Linked DNA regions of Mus musculus: region 2 is linked to region 1. A link is a contact called in public HiChIP or PLAC-seq data. All regions are on one chromosome and are shown on one strand. Each heading gives the region's core, a stretch centred on a gene start, on an enhancer-like site or on the middle of the called end of the contact. The rest is flanking DNA. Distances are from core to core; before and after follow the strand shown.

Region 1 (4,554 bases), core at 1,894-4,393:
CACAGACCACTTCCTGTGCCTCCCCTGTCCTGCCCACATGCTAGGGGCCTGAGCACTGGCCCTCCATCCTGCCAGTTCCGCCTGCAGCCTGCATCTCTCCTCCTCCATCCTGCCAGTTCTCCCTGCAGCCTGCATCTCCTCCTCCATCCTGCCAGTTCCTCTTCAGCCTGCATTTCCTCCTCCATCCTGCACTTCCCCTGCAGCCTGCACTTCCTCCTCCCATCAGCACATCCTAGTGGCCTCCTCTTCCTCCTCCTCCTCGATACTTTGTGTCCTCTCGGGCTGGCTCATGTCTCTCTTGCACGTGGTCCTGTCCACTGAGGTGGTTCTCAGCCTTCCCAATGCTATGACCCTGTAATACATAACATTGTTTCACCGCTACTTCATGGCTGTATGTTGCTGCTGTTATGAATCATAGCATAAATATCTGATATGCAGGGTATCTTATATGTGACCCACAGGTTGAGAGCCACTGCTTTAGAGGGTTTATTCACACACAAACACACCCATCCTGGGGATTAAACCTAGGGCCACCTGGATGTTAGGCAGGGGCTCTACCACTGAGCCACACCCCAGCCCCTTCCTGGCAGGCCATCTACTCCTCAGTTTTGTGGTAGGTCTCACTCCACCCCAGGCTATCCTAGAACTCACAGCCTTCCTCCTACCTCATTCTCTCAACTAGCCTGGATTTCAGGCATTCATGTCCCCATTGGAGTCAAAGGCTCCTTAATGGGTGGCAAGTTTTCCCTTTCTGACCTCAGCCATCTGCTCTGGCTCCCCTGCTCCCATTGGGTGGACTGGGGTTGGGCCTGCCCTGAGTACACAGCCCAGCGTTCCCGCTCTCCTCACAGGGTGCTGAGCTCCCAGCTCCTGGTGCTGTGTAAGCTGAAGCCATCGCTGGTGGTGGAGCTTTCACGAGAGCTCCTGGAGTTCGTGGGGAGCGTGAGCAGCATCCACAGCCGAGCCAGCGTGTTCACTTGTGTGGTAAGTGCACAGCCACCTTCCCCCGTCAAATAGCAAGCCCCATGCGTGCTGACCCCTGCTCTGGGCCTAGGTGTGGGCCATTGGTGAGTACCTGTCGGTGACTTGGGACAAGAGGTGCACAGCGGAACAGATCAACAAGTTCTTTGAAGCCCTGGAAGCCCTGCTGTTTGAAGTCACCCAGTCCCGCCCCTTAGCCGACTTGCCCTGCTGTCCTCCAGAGGTGGTCACTGCACTCATGACCACACTGACCAAACTAGCCTCCCGGAGCCAAGACCTGATCCCAAGGTACCCAGCTAGGAAGCACAGAGAAACCCATAGAGGGCAACCATTTAGGTGCCTTGGGGAATTGATTCTTGGCAGCTAAGGACCTGAGACCCTCTCTTTCCCAGGGTGTCACTGTTCCTGTCAAAAATGCGAACCCTGGCCCAGAACCCAGCCACCAGCTCTGTGCACAGTGAAGAGGGTGCGGAATCCATCCGGACCCGGGCCTCAGAGCTGCTAACCTTACTAAAGATGCCCAGTGTGGCCCAGTTTGTGTTCACACCTCCTGCAGGCGTGTGCCAGCCCCGCTACCACCGGGACACCAACGTGGCCCTGCCTCTGGCTCTGCGCACGGTCAGCCGGCTGGTGGAGAAGGAGGCTGGCCTCCTGCCAGGTTGAAGGGACAGTCACCACCTGAACAGTAGCTACAGCGTGAGAGCCTGGGCAGTCAGCAGTATTGGAGCTGAGCTGCAGGCGTGGGTGACTCGTGAGGCATGGTGGACATGACTGTCAGGATGGGATCACCAGCCCCTGGGGATGAGTCATCTCACCTTGTCTCTGTGGCTGGCCAGTCAGCCTTGAGCAGCCGGTAGGTGACTGAGTGTTACTTCCTAGGCCGAGCAGAAATGGCCTGGTCTGCTTGCTGCTGTTACTCATTTCTGGATTTGGGGGCAGGGAGCAGTGCAGGAAAAATAAACTAAAGAATTATTTATGCTGAGCAGTGGTGGCACATGCCTTTCATCTCAGCACTCAGGAGGTAGAGGCAGGTGGATTTCTGAGTTCAAGGCCAGCCTGGTCTACAGAGTGAGTTCCAGGACAGCCAGGACTACACAGAGAAACCCTGTCTCAAAAAACCAAAAGAGAATTCTTTAATATTACATGTATGTGCTTGCACACACCACAGTGCACACGAGATCAGGAGACAGCTTTTGCTACTCGGTTCTCTCCTCAGCCATGTGGGTCTTGGCTGGTTGCCTGGCTCAGTGACAAGCGCCTTTACCTACTGAGCCATTGTGCCTGCCACCAAGTAAATCTTCCAGTGCTGTGTACAGCCCAGGCCCCTCTCTCTGCCTTCCTTGGACTTGGAGAGCCAGGGAGCCTGGGCTGCTGCCTTCCCACCCTGCCCTCTGTTGAGGGAAATACCTGGGTCCCCTGATTGGCTCCTGTGTCCTTGATGTGACAGAAATGACATGCTCTGGAGCTGAAACTCACAAAGCCCTGAGTTTAATCCTGAGTGTAACCCCAGGCATGGGGTGCACACTGCAATCCCAGCACTCAGCAGGTGGAGTGAAGTTCGAGAAAGGTCAGAAGTTCAAGGTCAGCCTTGGCTAGGTAACAACTTGAAATGCAGCCTGGGCTACAAAAGAAATTGGGCCTAGAAGATGACTCAGCACATAAAAGGCCTTGCTAGATGCCCCTGATGACCCAGGGTTGACCCCTGGATCTCATGTGTAAGGCTGCGTACCATGGTGTGTATGTAGCTGTGAAGACAGCAGTTCAAAGCTCAAAGGCTTGCTACAGCAGTGGAAGAACGAGCTGGAAAGCAAGAACCAACTCTCAGAACGCACGCCATGCCTTGGTCACATAAGACATTTTAAAAGCTAAATAAAACTCAAGGTGTATTCATGAGGGCGCGGTGTCTTCTGGGTCCACATGCAGGTGGTGTTTGCCTAATTATGCTGCTTCCTAACTTAAGGATATGGAAGGCTAGACTTGGAGGACTTTTATGTGCTCCAGTGGTTCTGCACAGAGGCTTCCAGGTTTCATGGTGCTCAAGGGTGCAGGCTCCTGCCTGCTGAGAATTTTTGCAATTTTCCTGAGCCCTGGACAGATAGTTCTTCAGAACTACTCAGGCACTGACAGCACATGGCCACCAGATGGCGCCACCGCACCAGTTTATTGATGCGCACGCCTTTGGCCCCACCCACAACTCCATCCTTCACTTTGTTTCTGGGCTCTGTATTGGGGCTGGAGTTCCCTCAGGAAAAGTTGAATTTAGGCTCCGGCTGAGGTGTGCGGCTAAGTGGGGTGCACCTATCGAGGCCACGGGGTTACTAAAGCCCACGTGGGCCTCGTGTCCGGATTCACGTTCAGGGAGAGCTTTACTTGTTACCACTAGGCCTGTTGGGCCCGGGCCAAACTCCCTCCCCGAGCTGGGCCTGGACAGATGTGTTCAGGGAGTGCTATCTGTTCCTGTGAGGGCAGGAAGGACAGTGTCATTAGTGACTTAAAAAAAAAATTAGCCTTTTGCTTTATTCAGTGAGTGTTTTTGCCTGCATGCATGTCAGCGCGCCATGCGCATGTTTTGCATGCAGAGGTCAGAGAGCCTCAGACCCACTGGAACTGGAGTCGCAAGCTTGTGAGCCCCCATGTGCTGGGAATTGAACCCAGGTCCTCAGGAAGAACTCCTAGTGATCCTAACCACTGAGCCATCTCTGCAGCCCAGAACCTTGGCATCCTTCAGTCACAGGGTACATGGCTCCACCAGCACTGCACAGAAAGTTGATGAAGCCATGCCAGCTTGAACAAGGGCAGAGGTGTTTGAAGACACACTGCCCTCTTCTTGTTGAGCACCAGACAAAGCCAAGTGCCCACTCAGATGGCAGGGGCTGCCCTGGCCCCTCAGAGGGTCACATACGGTATTCAGCCACTCTTCCTACCTTCGTCTGGCTAGAGGCTTGGGCTCCAGGCTCCTAGGCCCCCGTGACGTTGGTGAAGCTTTTACACCTCCTCGGCTGTTATAATCACCTTTCATATGAATGCTTGACAACCCGTTTGCACACATGCCAAGGTTTTAATATGTGGTATGAATGTGTGTGTGTGTGTGTGTGTGTGTGTGCCTGCAATGGAGAGGCTGGGGGTTGGTGCGGAGTGGTTGGTTTCCTCAGTTGCTCTCCACCTAATTGGATTTTTTTCCTTATGTTCTCCTTGGGAAGGCAGAGCATGCGTGGAGCTAAGGACAGATTTCGAGTCTGTTCTGCCCTAGGGGTTGCTCTCACGTTGTCGGGCTCTGCAGCAAGTCCTCTTACCCAGTGATCCATCCCATCAATCTTATATTTTTAAAATAATTTTAGTTTTGAATGAAAATAGTTACTTTCATACAGTTTATTCTGATGAGTTTCCCCTCCCTCATCTCCTCCCAGATCCTCCCATCCCCCTGCCCTTCCAATTTCATATCTTTCTTAAGAAAACAAGCAAGCAAATAGAAAAGACGAACAAGGATTTAAAAAAATGAATAAAATGGGGGGGGGATACTTTTCAGAAAGTAGGAGAAACATACAAATGAGAAACACACACACACACAAGACT
Region 2 (4,705 bases), core at 600-3,099, 51 kb after region 1:
CCTGAGGGTTTCCAGTCAGTGGACCTGTCTTCATAGTGCCAGTAGGTGAAGGAGCAGTCATGCTGTTTTCACTGTCTATAGACAAGAGAAGGCTGCTGTCAGTCACAGCTGTCAGCCTTACACTTTCTGTTAAATGGGTTTCCTTTTTCTGAAGAACATGATTTGGAAGTAGCTGATGAAGTTCCTTCCTTCTTAGATGCATTGCAGCAATCTTCATATCCATCTCAAACATCTTACTATTTATTGCTTGTCTGTACACTGTATCTGTGAAAGACTGAATATCATAGGTGAGATCAATACTGAGAATTTCAGAGTTTTCTGGCTTCTTCAACACTAACCCGATCACCCACATAGTACGAAATTCTTCCTTGTCAGCAGTTTCTTTTGGTGCTGGAAACGACTGAGGATTCACATGAGCCAGAGTAATGAACTCATTCTTTTCCAGGCTCCCAACCAGGATTCGGATCTTTGATTCCACCAAGCCCACCCACTCTAAATGTTGTTTCTCTGTTGGCGCACTTGCCAGAAGTACAATATAATGCTTGTATTTTTGAAAAAAGCTTGGAGCTTCAAAAAGTTTGGACCATTCTGCCTTATTCAGCAGAATTTCATGTGTGATAGCAAGTCCTTGTTTAAACTCCTCAATCATGACCATCCTGGTCGAAACAGACACATTGTACGTGGAGTTCTGCTGTGGGTATGCTGGTGTAATTATAGGCATAAGATGGTACCTGTCACTAGGATTCACTCTTGGGTCCCATACAGGCAAGTTAAGATTTCGTTCTTCTGGTTCTTTTAACAACACTGGATTTGGCCATTCCCACTCAGAAAACACCAAGAAAAATTTTCGCACAAGAGTGGATGCTATTGCATTTGGGTAAAGCTGGCAAGTTCTTGCTACTAGCATAGCCCAGGAAACACCTCCAAGGAAACCCAATATATTGGAATAGATGTTGTGGCATTTGGCCCATAATTTGATGGCTCTCAGTGTTAACCTGAAGCTGTCAATGTTTGGTACTAGATGTAAAATCTCATCAGTTACCCGGCAACCGTTAAGGCTTCTTATGCACCTAATATCTAAATTTTTAAGCAGACTATCATCTCGTAGGTCCAAATCTTCTGGAATAGTCTGCAATGCTAATCTTGCAAACAAAATATCAATCTCTATTCCATCAAAACACAGTTTGATAACCGGCACAAAGGCCTCCTCAACAGCTCTTAAATCTTTTACTTCCTCTTGTAGTTTCAATTTGTCATAGAAGGAGGTGAAAAAGTCATTTCGATCCACGTGTCTTGGTGCAACGCACAAAGCATCGATATCTGCACCTTTCGTGTGTACTCCTAATCGGTAAGAGCCGAACGTAAAAATTTTCCCCCCAACATTCTCAATTACAGCTTGTGGAAGATTCCTGCTTTCACTGATTTCTCGGATCCATTCCTTCACCAGATTATTTAATTTCTGCAAAATTAAAATCCTGCGCTGCAGTTCCTCTTCCTCTTCAAACACCCCGAAGGGCTGGAGGGTCTCGATCAGCTTCTGGGTGAGTTCGCGGTCTGTGTCCTTGGGGGCGGCCAGGCTGATGGGGGACGATATGCCGAACTGCTTCGGGGCGGGAGCCGGTTGTTGTGCTCCTTGGGTGGTCACCGCAAATGGCATCATCTCTAGCTCCCGCGCCGCCAGGGCACCTGCCCCGCCACCGCGACCTCGACGGCCTCTGCTCGGCTCATGATCCGAAGGCGCGAGGGGCGGGCTCCTGCCGGCCGGCCCTGTCGGCCCCCGCTCCGCTCCGAGCCCGCCGCCTCAAGCGCTTCCCCTGGTATCCCTCCGGGCCAACATGGCGCCGGGCTCCTCAGCGGTCGCGTTCCAGAACCGACGGCACACGCACGCACCGGCCGATGCCGCTGCCGCTCTCACGAGATTGGAGGAAATTCTCGCGCTAGAAGGCTTCCGGAAGAGCTCCATCCCGGCCCGGCCTGCCCGGTTCTGAGAAGTCTCTCTTGAGGGACAATGCACTGTCCTCTATCCCCAAGCAGGTTCCAGAGGATGCTCCAGCTAGGCCCAGGGCGACAGTGGTGCTCTCATCAGGCCTGGTGTCACTTCTTGGGGTGGCTTCTACTTTCCCTGGCTCCTGCTGAGAAGTTACCATCAAGCCAAAACTATGGCCCTTTCGTCGTCTTCTGCCAGCCCATACTCAGATTTCTGTTCTCAGTATCCCACAGTTCCACTGCTGTGTGCGTGCGTGCAAGGTGAATATACTCAATTTACAAGGGCGCGCTGGATTTCCTGCATCAGAGCAAGAAGTCCTTTTTATTTTGTGGCCTCTAGAAGATTCCCACGCCTATGCTTGGAATATGCTCTTCCCGACATTCTCTTTGTTCTCTTCGTTTGGATACAGGATAAACCTTCCCATTCTTCCCGTGCTCCAGATCTGTGCTTGTTCCTGGGTGACGCCAGATCTCCCACTTCTCCATTCTCACTTAAGTTATATATAGTGTGCAGTTGAAGCACCACTGAAGTGCACTCTTTGCTTTTGTGGTATTGGGATCCAAGCGCCTCACACACTACCACTGAGAGAACCAACTTACATATTCTTTTAAATACTTACCTTTGTGTTACTGGTAGCATAATTGTTCCAGTTTCACTCCTGTTGCTGACAAAAAAAAAAACAAACGAAAACACAACTTAGGGGTAAAGGGTTTATTTGGCTTACAATTCCAGGTTACCGTCAGTTACAGGGAAGGTGAGAAGAACTTAAGATATCTAGCCACATCACACTCAGTCAAGAGCAGTGAGAACAAATGTACCCATGCCTGCTTCCTGTCATCCATCTATCTATTTCTCCTGTTTATACAGTCCAGGGTCCCTTGCCTAAGGACGGGAATGCCCACAATGGGCTGGATCTCCTGTGTAAATGAACACTCAGGACAGTCCCCTACAGACACACCCACAAGTCTACTGGATCTAGGTAATTCCTCATTAAGAATCTCTTCCCAGGGCTGGAAAGGTGGCTCAGAAGAAGGATGGGAGGAGGAGAAGGCACCACTGTTGCTTTTCCAGGATAGGAGATTGGTTCCCTATGATACCTCTGGCCTCTGATGGCACATGCTTACACATAATTAAAACTTGGAAACTTGGAAAACCTTTTTTTTTCAAGACAGGGTTTCTCTGTATAGCCCTGGCTGTCCTGGAACTCACTTTGTAGACCAGGCTGGGCTCGAACTCAGAAATCCACCTGCCTCTGCCTCCCGAGTGCTGGGATTAAAGGCGAAAACATTTTTTTAAAAAAAGAACTTTCTAGTTGATTCTAGATTGTGACAAGTTGACAGTTAAAGTTAACCAGCATAATTCTCTTGTTCTTTTAAACATCTGTCTCTATTTTGGAGGTGATACACTGTTTTCATCCTACCATCTCTTCAAATATGGTGAGCATTCATTAGTATTCAGTAGCCAGTAATGTCTCCGAGAGTCTAATTCTGTAGTGTGCTGTCTTTCATGAATTTCTGGGCATTTTTCCCTTTTGTGTTCTCTGATTTTTGTTATGAGCTCATTTGTGGAGAGGACTGGGATGCCCATGCCTGGTGAATATGGAAATCCAGGTAGGATTTCCTTTGGTTTTGCTAGATGCTCTTGTACTAAGCTGTGTATGTGATTTCTTTTCTTTCTTTTCTTTTTTCTTTTTTTTTTTTTTTTTTTTTTTTGAGTCAGGGTTTCTCTGTATAGCCCTGGCTGTCCTGGAACTCACTTTGTAAACTAGGCTGGCCTTGAACTCAGAAATCCGACTGCCCCTGCCTCCCGAGTGCTGGGATTAAAGGCGTGCACCACCACGCCCGGCTTCTTTCTTTTCTTTTTGCTTTTCTTTTTCTTCTTTGAGAGAGGGTCTCTCTGTATAGTTCTGGTTGTCCTAGAGCACAATATGTGGACAAGGCTGGCCTCAAATTCACAGAGATCCTCCTGCCTCTATCTCCTGAGTCCTGGGATTAAAGGTGTGCCACACCTGGTATGACTTTTAATGTTTTATCCACTATAATCCAGACCCAAATACATGTGGGACAAAATGTGCTTTTTAATTATCAAGAAAGTTTTTAAATTTTTCACCATCCAGAACCCAGGTGGAGAAAGATAACTTTCCTTGTTATCTATGTGCCAGATAGGTACTCAACATGCTAGCCTCTGGAGAGCCCAGCTTCCTCCGAAAGGAGGGCAGGTCTCAGTGCTACCTTCTTGCCTTTCTAAGGTTTCAATGGGCTCTGTCTCTCTTGTCCACTGTCAAGCTCAAATTCCTTTCTTATGGTTTTATTTTTATTTGCATGTGTCTGTGTATTTGTCAGTGCGTATACACTCACCCCAGCAGCTGTTGCTCCGACAGAGGTGCTGAGACTCAGACTCTGATCCTCTGGAAGATTGCCATGTGCTTTCAACCACTGAGCCAGTGCTCCAGCTCCACGTTTAAGCTTCTTAGTCATCCAAACTGACAAATGCCTCCCAGAGAAATTACACTTTCATAACTAGTTGAGATCCTGTGCTTCTTCCGGGGAAAGGGTCAGTCAGAGAAGTGTGGCTATGTAGGCATCTCCAGGATGCTACATGCGCTCAATCCCTGGAACCCATATAAAAACTGGGCCCAGTGGGGGCACACTTGCAGACGGGATTAGAGAAGGGATACAGACAGATTCCTGTACTGGAAGGCTAGAGAGCCTGCCTGAT

What was found. HiChIP or PLAC-seq counts read pairs in DNA pulled down with a chosen protein or histone mark.
Region 2: an H3K27ac HiChIP or PLAC-seq map of embryonic stem cells shows a contact between it and region 1, with 11 read pairs. The contact joins the promoter of Papolb here to the enhancer-like site in region 1. A contact is called at or near these places in 18 of 39 promoter capture datasets (the 3T3-L1 cell line, 3T3-L1-derived adipocytes, the HPC-7 cell line and 11 more), 34 of 484 Hi-C or Micro-C datasets (8-cell embryo, CD8 T cells, LSK cells and 21 more), 16 of 115 datasets of contacts at active chromatin or transcription factors (a beta-TC-6 cell line, embryonic fibroblasts, embryonic forebrain and 5 more) and 3 of 9 other capture datasets (adipose tissue, embryonic stem cells and pancreatic islet).

The regions. Positions count from the first base shown.
Region 1 is chr5:142,475,843-142,480,396 of GRCm38.p6, forward strand. It overlaps Ap5z1 (adaptor-related protein complex 5, zeta 1 subunit), which reads left to right. Exons shown (of 17, transcript NM_172725.2): 15 at 852-984; 16 at 1,055-1,269; 17 at 1,374-2,873. The coding sequence ends at 1,644. Among named protein-coding and RNA genes, the nearest start is that of Ap5z1, 14 kb to the left of the region's middle. Within about 2 kb of position 3,144, at least 51 of the 459 cell types and tissues checked have an H3K27ac peak or open chromatin away from gene starts, as enhancers often do. A contact at or near this core is called in CD8 T cells, bone marrow-derived macrophages, embryonic stem cells and 4 more, where this site is marked.
Region 2 is chr5:142,528,227-142,532,931 of GRCm38.p6, forward strand. It overlaps Papolb (poly (A) polymerase beta (testis specific)), which reads right to left and starts at 1,850. Exons shown (of 1, transcript NM_019943.2): 1 at 1-1,850. The coding sequence starts at 1,660. All of the region lies in intron 2 of Radil (Ras association and DIL domains), which reads right to left.